3 separate regions of the Mus musculus genome follow, and all the other regions are linked to region 1. The links are chromatin contacts, called in public promoter capture Hi-C maps. All regions are on one chromosome and are shown on one strand. Each heading gives the region's core, a stretch centred on a gene start, on an enhancer-like site or on the middle of the called end of the contact. The rest is flanking DNA. Distances are from core to core; before and after follow the strand shown.

The links. Promoter capture Hi-C pulls out the DNA fragments that hold promoters and counts their contacts.
Region 2: a promoter capture Hi-C map of liver shows a contact between it and region 1, with 7 times the contacts expected there. The contact joins the promoter of Rhbg here to the promoter of Atp8b2 in region 1. A contact is called at or near these places in 4 of 39 promoter capture datasets (hippocampal neurons, liver and pre-B cells) and 1 of 9 other capture datasets (adipose tissue).
Region 3: a contact with region 1 is called in a promoter capture Hi-C map of liver, with 2.5 times the contacts expected there. The contact joins the promoter of Smg5 here to the promoter of Atp8b2 in region 1. A contact is called at or near these places in 6 of 39 promoter capture datasets (the C10 cell line, cranial neural crest, hippocampal neurons and 2 more), 2 of 115 datasets of contacts at active chromatin or transcription factors (astrocytes and forebrain) and 2 of 9 other capture datasets (liver and pancreatic islet).

What each region holds. Positions count from the first base shown.
Region 1 is chr3:89,961,658-89,965,591 of GRCm38.p6, reverse strand. Atp8b2 (ATPase, class I, type 8B, member 2) reads left to right here and starts at 2,254. Exons shown (of 28, transcript NM_001081182.3): 1 at 2,254-2,435. It also overlaps the pseudogene Aqp10-ps.
Region 2 is chr3:88,253,025-88,256,958 of GRCm38.p6, reverse strand. Rhbg (Rhesus blood group-associated B glycoprotein) reads left to right here and starts at 2,275. Exons shown (of 10, transcript NM_021375.3): 1 at 2,275-2,490. The coding sequence starts at 2,313.
Region 3 is chr3:88,334,478-88,338,411 of GRCm38.p6, reverse strand. Smg5 (Smg-5 homolog, nonsense mediated mRNA decay factor (C. elegans)) reads right to left here and starts at 2,152. Exons shown (of 22, transcript NM_178246.3): 1 at 1,915-2,152. The coding sequence starts at 1,988.

The sequences.
Region 1 (3,934 bases), core at 1,005-3,504:
CCTCACCATTGGACTATCCATGGGTGCAAACTGTGGCTTTCCACTCAACCCTGCCCGGGACCTGGGCCCAAGGATCTTCACTACTTTGCTGGCTGGGGCCCTGGCGTCTTCAGGTAGGAGACAGCTTCCCTTGGTACAGTCCTCCATTTACCCCTATTAATAGCTTTGTCCATGGTTCTCCAGATTCCTCCCCCCCCCTTTTTTTTTTGAGACAGGGTTTCACTATGTACCAGGCTGGCAGAGATCCCTCCATGTGCTGGGATTGAAGGCATGTGCTACCATGTCCAACCTGAGTTCTATCCACTTACATACTGCCCTTGTATTCTTAGAACAGTGTTCCTTCTTCAGCTGGCAAGTTCTCCCTTCCTTCATAGCTCTCCTGCATCCCCCCTCCCCCTTTTCATGCATATAGTAGGTTCAGAGGTGTCCTTGGGCATGCCATACTACTACTTTGGGCTTTAGTGACTCCATCCGTAAAAAAGTCTATTCAGTTTATTCTGCAAGACTAGAGGTTGGACTAAGTTCTGCTGGGGGTTGCTTCCTAAGTGCTTCCCATTCATGAATGTGAACCCATGCTCACTGTTGGATGTCATGACAGGAATAGTGTGAGGGCCTGCCTTACTAGTCCTGGCTTATGGGAAGAGGTGTGTCTAAGAGCCACCTCTGACCCCTCCCTTTGTCTTTCCATTACAGCGCTGGTAATGGCTGGTGGTGGGTGCCTCCAGTGGCTCCTATGGTGGGGGCCACCCTGGGCACAGCCGAATACCAGCTCCTGGTGGCTCTGCACCATCCTGAGGATTTAGAACCATTTCCAAAGGTGATGGCATCTCAACTCAAGGCTTCAGACTTGGTTACTCTAGCTCAGCTGGAGTGTAAGCTGTGACAAGGACCAATCTTATCCCACTCTGCAAGAGCACCATGAGCTGGCCAGCACGCAAGACAGATATTCTTTGTATTACTATGCCAGACTAGGACACTTCTGTTTACCACTCCTGAAGGACTCCAGACTGGTCTTCTACCCTGGGAGCTTCCAGGCACGCAGTTCCTTAAAGGAGCCGCCAGAGGGTGTGCACGCTGGCTTTGGGAAGGTTTCTAGAATCGGGTGGGTGGAGGGATCCTAGGATCCTTTGAGGGGTAGGGCCTGGGAGCTTCTCGAGAGAAGCTTGGTTTCCTCTACTCTCCCTTCTTCACTTTTTCGTCTTAAGACGAGGTCTCCCTATGGAGTACTGAAATCTTCTATGCAGACCATAACGGCTTTGACTTCAGCGTGTTACTCAACACACCTAACAAGAGTGAATCTTTTTTTTTTTTAATGGTTTTTCGAGACAGGGTTTCTCTGTATAGCTCTGGCTGTCCTGGAACTTTTTGTAGACCAGGCTGGCCTCCAATTCAGAAATCCGCCTGCCTCTGCCTCGGAGTGCTGGGATCGAAGGCGCACGCTGGGACCAAAGGCATGCGCCACCACGCCCGGTTTAAGAGTGAATCTTTTTAACAAACAAAACCCAGTTTAAGTTTGACTCGGAAGTGATGGAGCACGCCTAGGGTCTCTGAGAATTTCAGGCCTTTCAGAGCTACATAGTGAGACATCCCCTCCCACTGACTCAAAACAACAACAACAACACAACAAAACCACTCGTACTTTGTGGCATTAGGGATTTGATTTAGGGCCTAGGCAAGGGCTCTGCCTCGGAGCTATCTTCCTGTCTTCTGGCTGCCAGCTCGGGAAATCTCTACGTTTCCTACCTTTGGCCTGACAGGAGCGCCAACGACCTCAGATAGTTCTTCGAGGTGTGTGTGTCCGCGCGCGTAATATACCACCCAAGGGAATGTGGTAAGGGGCAAAGTCAACTACTTATCGTCAGGAGAACCAAGTGGAGAAACTGAGGCACAACTCCCAGTCAATGCATAGCTGTGCCTTTTCAGGAAGTGAAAGGCCTTGAGATGAGCCAGGGCGAGGAGGGAAGCACAGCAGAGACTTGGGCTAGAGAGAAGTGTGCTACGGGGCTTCTTCATCACTACTCCCGCATCAGGCTCCTCCCCGAAGATGGTTTCTGGCAGAGAAAGCAGCATTCGCTCGGTTTCTGGCTTCCAAAATAAAGCAGCAGCATCCCAGCGTCCTCCAGCCTCGCCGATTGTGTGCGTGTCCCGGCTGGAGCTTGGGACCCCCCCCTTCCCTACGCACCAAGATGGCGCACGCCGCGCCCCTCACCTCCCCAAAGCCCCTCCCGCCCCCCGCCCGTGGCCGCAGCCGTCACTTCCGCCCCGCGGCCGAAACTGACACAAAGTAGCGGGCCGGGGCCCCGGGGGGGTCAGGAGAGCCGGGCTGCTGTGGGGGGGCGGGAGCCTGCGGGCAGCGGAGCCGAGCGCCCCCGCCCCAGCCCCCGGCATGGGCCGGACGGGGCCGCCGGGCCGAGCGCCGCGCGCGGAGCGCTAAGGTAAGGCGCTGCCACCGTGGGGCCGGGGGTGTGGACCGGGAGGGTCGGCTCTGGGAGGCGCGGGCAGCGGTGCCACGGGGAGCGGCTGTGGGAGGCTGGAGAGAAGGGCTACCAGGATGGAGAGAACCGGTAGCTGTGCGCAAGCTGGGAAAATGGGGCCCCGAAGGGGCGTGCGGAGCTGGGGTGTGAGGAGTAACCTGGTGCCAGCCTTTAGGTGCCTAGAGAGGGAGTTTGGGGCTGATAGGATTTGTCCCGGGAAGGTGGAGGTCTCTCTGTGCCCCAGGAAAACCAAGGGTGCCAGGGATGTTAGCTTTGGGAGCTCAGAGCTGTGTGGTGGGTCCTGGATACTGTCCTTGGAGAGGGAAGGAAGGTGGCCTCCGGTATTATTGTTTTCTCCTGTCTCGTCTATCTGCTAGCTTCCCCTGAAAAGGCTCTTGGTTGGAAAGGAGCGGAGGCCAGACCCAGAGGAGGAGTCTTTTTTCCTTCGTGGAGCGCTGCCTCTTTCCCATGGCTGGCTATTTTTATCCCAGATGTGGCTGCAGAGGGGGCTGGGGTAGGGTGACGGGGCAAGGCGACGTGGCTGGTGGGCCTAGTCGGTTTAGAAAACCAGGATATCCTGAGAGGGGGACCTTGTTACTGCACCCCTCTCGAGGATTGGGGCCAAAGTTGTTCTCAGTCTCCCCAGGGTCCTAGAGGTAAAAGTACTTTCCTGATCTGTATCCAGACTTGACGCTTGATGGTCAGCTTGCTCCACTGTTAACTCTTTCCAAGAAGGAAGACCCAGATGTTAGGGCTAACGATGCTTGATAGCCTCCCACTCGAGTGGGGCTGGGTAGGAGCCAGCAATGCCCACCCTGCATCCTCTCCTTTAGCGTCTGGTTCCACACTCCACCCTCCCCGTGACTCATGCTCTAGATTGGGTGGAGACCCTGGCTGGGGCCCTGGAAGAGGGTTTGGCATCGCCAAATTGTTCATGAGGTTTTTCTTCCAGAGCCAAGGGGGCAGCCACTGTTGCTTGCCACAGTTGTGGAGAGTCAGGAGTGAAAAGGACTTAGTGCCCCTCAGGACTGTCTGCTCTGAGGTCAAGGAGGGAGTGCACATTAGTGAAGGGAGAGCGGGAGAGGATGGCTGGGCTAGGACCACAGTCAGTAATTACAGAGATTGGGCAGACAGGCAATTAGTATCTCTTGGGACTGACAGGCTAGAGGCAAGGGAACTAAGGAGGGGCAAGGCTTTCCATCTGAAGGAAGAGGAGTTTCCTGTGGCCTGGACTTACACCTTTTTAGGAGAAAGTACATGAGAGGGTGGGAGGAAGCAGAGGCTCTCTTGAGCCTGTTCTTAGTGTCATTCTGACTGGAGTAGACTCGGGGTGAGAGAGAATGGTGACCCCTTAGCAGGACTGGGAAGACCTCTCTGATGGCCCCAGAGGGTGGCTGGACAAGATTGAGAGGAAATGGTTTGAGGACTGTCTGCAGGAAGTGGTGGCCATGTGTCTGATG
Region 2 (3,934 bases), core at 1,026-3,525, 1.7 Mb after region 1:
AGTGCTTGCCACAGTGCCAGCCATCTATAGGAATTATCTGGAGTCCTTGTGGGAGATGTTATTATTCTCACTCACAGACAAGGAAACTGGGGCTCAAAGGGCACTCAATAATCTGCCTGAGGTCACACAGTATAGATATGAAGAAGGAAGGAAGGAAGAGAAGGAGGGAGAGGGGAAGGAAGGAAGGATGGCGGGGTGTCTGTATGACTGTAGCTTTGCTGGCTCTTGTGTTTGCCCCCTAAGCACACCAGAGATGGTCGGTGAGACTAACAGCGACAACAGCTCCTAGAACCCGAACCAAGGCAGCAGGGAGAGGAAGTGGGTGGCCTTGGCAGAGAGCATCCTGGAGCAACCCTGAGTTACTCAGTAACCTCAGACACTCAATTCTCCAGGGACAACCTGCACAGGCCGGGCCATGGCAAGCAGGAGACACCAACTCCCCCTGGCTTTAAATGCTTGGCCAGTCATGACTGGACACCAGAGATGGAAAGTCAAAGATTGGGCAGATCTCAAGACTAGACAGACGGAGACTGGTGATACAGACGTCCCTCAGAGGCCTGCAGTTGAGAAAGGAGTGAGACACGAAGCCCATCACTTCACAGGATCCTAGGAGGGGGAACCAAGGGCCAGATCTCAGCAAGTGATCAACAGAGCCAGGACTAATGCTTGATGGATGGTGGGTTAGAGAGTCTTCTCAGGAAGCAGACAGGCGGGGGAGCCTTAGCAAAGCTTTTCAGGGTCTTGCTGTATTGGACCAGAAAGAATACCGGCTGGTGTCTGTCACACAGTGTTAACACTTCAAGGTCACGCCTTACAAGGGAGTGAACGTCCCATATGCTGACCATATGTTGGCCCAGTTCTTCTGTCTTTCCAAAGGAACTTCTGAAGCCCTCCCCTGACTCAGCGATTGAAGAGCTAACATCTGCTAGGCTGGGACCTTCAGGGCCTAAGCCCGTTATATCCTTGTACTAGACTATCTGGTTCCAACCCTAGGACCTAGCCCAGGGTAGACACTACATGAGTATTTATTGAGTGAATGAATGAAGAAGAGAAAAGGGGGAAGTCAGGCCCTGGAGGAGTTGTAGATGAAGGGAGGTATGGAGTTAAGAGGAGGTTAAAATCAGACCACAGCTCTCTCTTCCCCTTTCTCTAGTTCTGGGGGTATAGAAGGCTCTTCCTCCCAGACCTGCTGGAACCACCCAAGCAACTACTGACACCAAGCAGGGCTCAGGAGTCACACCTGGGACAGGAGATGGCCCCCGCAGGGGGTGACCCATAGATGCTGAGTCTTTATGCTTAACCTTCCTGCTGACTGAAGAGTGATGGAGAGTCTCTGGACAGGGCCCACATGGACCAGCTGGGAGCTGTGTCACCAGAGGCTGATCTCTGGTCTTTCATGTGCCTGGCTGGACCCTTGGCACAGGAAACCAGACAGCTAGAATCCAGGTGTCCTCCCAAGTCCACAAAAAAGGCAGGGGCAGAGGCTCAGGTCCCTGCTGAGACAGTGGAAGAACTGGACAATGAGCAGAGGGTTAGCAAGCTATCCTACTGTCCCTGCACCTGTGGACTGCAGGTTTCAGAACCAAGAGTACCAGTGTCCCTACCGGCTAGAGTCCTTCAGGGACCATGGCTGTTGGAGCTGTAATCTCAGCTCAACTTAAGGTGGTAGAGGCTGGGGCCCGAGAGATGGCTCAGCAGTTAAGAGCACCCACTGCTCTTCCAGAGGTCCTGAGTTCAATTCCCAGCAACCACTTGATGGCTCACAACCATCTGTAATGGGATCTGATGATCTCTTCTGGTGTGTCTAAAAAGAATGGCAGTGTACTCATAAAATAACTAAATACATCTTTAACAACAACAACAACAACAACAAAGGTGGTAGAGTGGTAGAGGCAACTGCTTCTGAGAGGGGCCATCTGGTTTATCTCTACAGCCAGGCAACGGAAGATCTCAGCATTAATCCGATTCCTTCCTATTAACCGAGGGAAACCAGGTAGGACCTTTAAAGGATACTAGCTTCTTGGATGCCAATCTCTCACACCAGGTTTAAAGGGGCGAGTACCTTTCCCCCTCTCTCCACCCTCTGGCAGCTGGGGCACAGTTGGGGAAGCTCACACATCACCGGTGCCTCAGCGGGGCCATGGGAAACAGGACCTGACCTGCGGGGCTAATCCCTGCCAACCTCGAGCTGAGGGGTGGGGCTCCCCAAGGAGCAGCACGGCCTCCGGGGGGCGGGGCCTCACCTTTGCGGTGGCAGGAGTCAGCTTGGCCGGCACTGCCCTGCCGGAGACCGGGAGAACACAGCCGCGTTCATGGCCCGCGTTCCCCGCCACCGGCGCCTGGTCCTGCCGCTGCTGTGCCTGCTCTTCCAAGGCGCCACTGCCCTCCTCTTTGCTATCTTTGTCCGGTACAACCACGAAACCGACGCTGCCCTGTGGCACTGGGGCAACCACAGTAACGTGGACAACGAGTTTTACTTTCGCTACCCAAGTGAGTGCGGGCGAGGGCGTGGGAAGCAAAGCCTCTAAGTCCCGGGTGTGTAGGGAAGGGCGTTGATGGGTACTCCTGCCACCAAGATGACTGCCGGGGCTTTAAAATAGTCCCCTTTCTCTAGTGTCCCTCTTGTTCCAGGCACTGCTGGGGATGGCACATGCTCTATCTCAGGCTGAGGAGAGGTAAGGCTCAGTCAGAGTCAGGGTCAGACAGTAAGGGGAGCTGGGGCTTCAATCCAGTTGTAAGTGGCCCCAGTGTTAGCTACTGTCTCACCTTCCGTTGGGGCTAATTTGACTTTGTCTAGGAGTCCAGCTTGACCACAGGAAAGAGAATCTTGGTGGGACTGCCAGGTAGGGTGCCAGAGGAGACGAGGGAGAACTAGGTGTGAAATTCCCACATGTTCAGGCGTCGAAGATTGGTTTCAGCACAAACACTCCAGGTTTGAGAGTGAGAGGACCCTGGACCCATTTGCCAGTTTCAAGGCCAGTGTGAGGCGGGCTAGGGCTGTGCTCGGTGCTGCACTATTATCTCATCTCACAGTTTAAGGTGGCTGCGGGGTGCCCATTATCACCCACCAAGGATCGCACAGCTAGAATAGCGCTTACACATCATAAACTTGACCACTGACCATTTGCCTCCTGACAAGGTTCTGGACAGGGAGTTAACCCCCTCATGGAGACAGAGCATTTCCTTCGAGGTTGTAACTGAGGCACTGGACATCTGGGACCAAGCACACTGCCCCTCCCTCTAATGCCCAAGTCAACCTTCTCTAGTTCCAGTTCCTCATCCAAGTGCCAGGAAGAAGCTGGGGGTGATGGTTTGTGCCTGTAATCTCAGTGCTCCAGTAGTGGAGGAGGGATGATCTGGAGTTCAAAACCAGCCTCAGCCACACTGTGAATCTGAGACCAGATTGAGCTAACAAAACTCTGTCTCAAACGAACAAACAAACAAACAAACAAACACCAAAAAGGAGTGAGGGAAAATGTCTGTTTGAAGGGCATGCAAAAAGCAACAAGGCTATTAAACCCACTTTCTGCCGCTGAGCTGTTGACAGGCTGTCCCCACCTCACCCTGCCCTTTCCCAGCAATGGGGACATAAAGGGCTAAGGGAGACTTTGAACTGTGCCAGGAAGCACCAGACCCCCCAAACAACCACAGCACCTCCGTCTCCACAGTTCATTCCTAGTTGTGGCAGGGATTGGCAGCATTCAGGCCTCAGAGAAGCTAGAATCAAAACCAAAGCCCTAAAGCCGGCCCTATACTGATGGACACTCACTGTCCACAGAGCTGGGGGTTGAGAGGAAATGAGCCAGGCAGGTGAAGGAGGTGAGTTTTGGTTGTCTAAGAGGGTCCGAAACAGCTTCTCTTAGAGCCCCTGGCCCTGTTTGTTCCAAAGCGCAGAATCCTGCCTTTTACAGCAGAGGCAGTGCTGGGCTCTCCT
Region 3 (3,934 bases), core at 903-3,402, 1.6 Mb after region 1:
TCTTGTCTCAAATCAAAGTCGTACAAATATTTCTAAAATAAGTACAGAGTTAATAAACCTAATAAATTCAGTGGTGTTTATAGATTCCCCAGCAACCCCTTTCTTCCTTCTTTTTCTTTGGATAGCCTTAAAAGAAATCAAAATGCTCTATTTGTAGATTGCTAGCTTCAGGAGTTTTTCCAATTTTCTGAAACTCAATGACAGCTCCACAGACTAACACATTTATCAAAAGTCAGAATGTCATCACCAGTGCCTTACACACACACACACACACACACACACACACACATGCATGTACACACACCAAACACAAACATAACAAAACTGGCTGCCTCAGTTGTTTACCCTGCTCAAAACCAACACAGTCACAGATAACCCCCCCCCCACACACACACACACATACCCACATACATACATACAAGTCACATACTGCAAGCAACCTGTCACACACCAGCTCAACCTGTCAGTCCTGAGAAAGGAAGGTGTGAGAAATTGAGAAAGCTGGCCTGACACAGTCAGAAGATTGTCCAGAGCCATTCCCCAGGCTGGAGACAAGCAAGGAATATCGAAGACACTGCCCACGCTGTGTCTGACAGGCTGCTCAGCACTTCGAGGCATGACTGGTTACACAAGCCATTTCTGGAGAACTCCTCGGCCTGGGGATCACTGCTTGGGGCCCCTTGGTGGGATGGAAGCCGTGGCATCAACTTCCTATTTCCAAACAGGCCTACATTCCCTTTCGCCTCCTAGCTTACAAGGCCAGAAGAGGCAGAGCACATGAATCAAGCAGCTCTGGGTTTTCTCATGGCAGCCTCCATTCAGCAGGGCCTGAGGTAAGACGGAAGCTGGAGCTCCACCTCCTACTAGAAGGCAGAACAGTCAGCGTGGTCTCCACTCTTCATCTTCCCATGACTCAGCTCTGCGATCTACGTTTTACCTACACTCTGTGGACATGAGATCCTAAGGAAGAACTGAGTCACAGGGTGCCTGCACCGATGAACCCAAAGTCCTCCTTCCTAGTCAACAAAATAATTAGCCTTTCTAGTCTTTATTCCAACTCAAGAGTCCACAAAATGTAAGCCATAATGGATTTCATAGTGTATTCAAATCAAACCTATATATGTATATAAAATTTGAAATTTCTTTCTTAAAAGATTTACCTTTAATTTTTGTGCACTGGTGTTTTGCCTACACGTATGTCTGTGCGAGTGTCAGATCCCATAGTTACAGTTAATGAGCTGCTATATGGGTGCTGGGAATCGAACCAGGAACCTCGGGAAGAGCAGCCAGGGATGAGCCATCAATCAAATTCTGTTTTTTGTTTGTTTGTTTTTCGAGACAGGGTTTCTCTGTGTAGCCCTGGCTGTCCTGGAACTCACTCTGTAGACCAGGCTGGCCCAGAACTCAGAGATCCACCTGCCTCTGCCTCTTGAGTGCTGGGATTAAAGGCGTGCGCCACCACGCCCGGCTCAAATCCTTCCTTTTAAGGAAGAAACTGAGGCCCAAGGTCACATAGCGAGAGGGGCAAATGAAGGACATGAACCTGGTTTGGAGGACGTCAGTCAATGGCTGTTTCCAGTAAACCACAGGTGCCCGGTAGGGTTCTGAGCACCAGTCCCTTTCGGGTCTTCTCCACCCGTGACCCCCATCCTCAGCTGCCCCCAATTCCCACCGGCTCTCTCCAACTCCGCAAAGCCCCGCGTCACGCTAGGCTCACCGCGGCAGGGGTTCCTGCACTCGCTTCAAACCTCCCACCCACCCACCCACCCACTGCTTCTCAGCTCCTCCCGGGACGCCCGCCCGCACCCCGCTGCACCCCCGCCCTCGCCCGGCCCGCCCGCCAGCCGCAGGCCCCGCCCCTCGCCGGCCCCGCTTCCCCGCCGCGGCTGCACACACACACCCTGGCCCTCTCACCGGTAAAGCCGCTTGGTGTGGAGGACCTTTGCCTCGGGTTCGCTGCTCTCCCCTGGAGGAGGGCCTTGGCTCATGGTGCCTGGGCCCGAGGGCACCTCCTGGTCACAGGCCCCCGCCACCCACCACTGGCGCCTCCACTGCCGTCTCCAGCTGTACCCGCAGCCGCCACTGCCGCCGGCCCTGCTCGGCCGCCATCGCTGTGAGGCGGCTGCCTGAGATGGCTCCTCCTCCACCTATCAAATCTCGCGATAGCTGCCGCCAAGCCGCGGACCGGCGACCAACCCACCAAGTCTCGCGAAAAATTGCCTTCTCTCTCCGGGAAGTCAACCGAGCTGGTTGTGGGTGGCATGGCTTCTGCTGGGCTTAAGTCCTCGGGGGACACTTTATTGCCACAGATGTAGAGAAACTGAGCGTTCTAGCGCAGGCTCATCCGCCTAGCTCGTCGGCAGCCGAGGCAACCTGCAGCGAGTTCCCACCCTGCTACGTGCAGAGACCCTGTCTCAAGTTTAAAAAGAGCGCGCTGGCGAGATGACTCAGCGGCTAAAGGCGCTTGCGGCCAACCTGAGCCCGACCCCTGGAGCCCGCATGGTATAAGGTGAATTGACTCCAGCAGGTTGGCCTGAACTTCACACGCGAGCTCCGTGTCACGCTCCCTAGCCCCCAAAATAAAATGAATTTAAAAAAATTAAGTTTCCAGGGGAAAAGAAAAGAGACCGTAGAGTGCAAAGCTCGCCATGGGACAGCTAGGTGCTGGAGAAGTGACTACCCACATGGCAGCTCACAACCATCTGAAACTCCAGCTCCAGGGGGTCCGAAACCCTCATACAGACATGTTTAGAGGCAAAACGCCAAAGTGCATAAAATAATAAAACGAATGGGCCAGCTATCATTGAATCAGACATCGTTGCAGAAGAGGGGCAGCGAAAAGATTTTAAGATCCGGAGGTTGTGGAGATCGGCATGCACAAGGTCAAGTCAGCTGCCAAAATCCCAGCGCGCCTGAGGGGTGGCTCCTGAAGTTGCTTGTTTTTTAAAGGAATTCTTCCCGAGAGAGTTATTTATTTATATTTTGTGGGTGCATGCATACAACATACACGTGGCCAGAGAACTTGGGAGAGTCAGTTTTCTTTTAAAAGTGTGGTTCTCTGGGGAATCAGACTCAGGTAGTCAGGCTTGGTGAGCCATCTTGTCAGCCCTATTGTTTTCCTAACTATAAGGCGGATCTTTGGGGTTCTCTCTCTCTCTCTCTCTCCACATTATAATGGCAATGTATATACCACTATGCTCCTGGCTCCAGCCACCAAGTCTCCTTTCTATTCCTCAAACTGCCTCAAGTCTTTTTCCATCTGTTGGCTGCGCTGTTCCTCTACAGGGAACTTCCACTGGGTTTCAGCTTCAGTCACCCTAAAGAGGCTCTCACTACTGAAATTCTACTACTGATTTGGTGTGAACTTTAATGTTGGTTACCTGAACAGCTAGAAACCTTGTCACTTTGTTCTTTTCTGTACATGTGCCTAGACTAGCACTTTTTTTGTTTGTTGGAGTGTGTGTGTGTGTGTGTGTGTGTGTGTGTGTGTGAGAGAGAGAGAGAGAGAGAGAGAGAGAGTCTCTACATAACTCTGGCTGCTGGACCAGCCTGGCTTCAGACTCAGAAATCTGCCTGCCTCTGCCTCATGTGCTGGGATTAAAGGCTTGTACCACCACAGAAATAGCGCCTCATTAATAATAGATACCCAATAAACATTTACTGGATGAACAAACTTGCAGTGTCATCTTTTAGCCAATTTACTCTGAGCACCCTTTGATACACAAACCCACTTTTATACCCTGATGCTTCCCTGAGCTGGAAGCTCTTACAGATCCCAGAATACATTAAGTCCACACCTCTGTGCCCAGCTGCACCCTTACTTTCAAAAAGGATGACGTCCTCCTGTAGAGTCCTTCCAGTAGGCAGATTCTGTAGGGCAGGGCCTGCGCCTTTAATCTGGGCCCCACCCGCTCTGGTCAGACAGGTTTGGAGA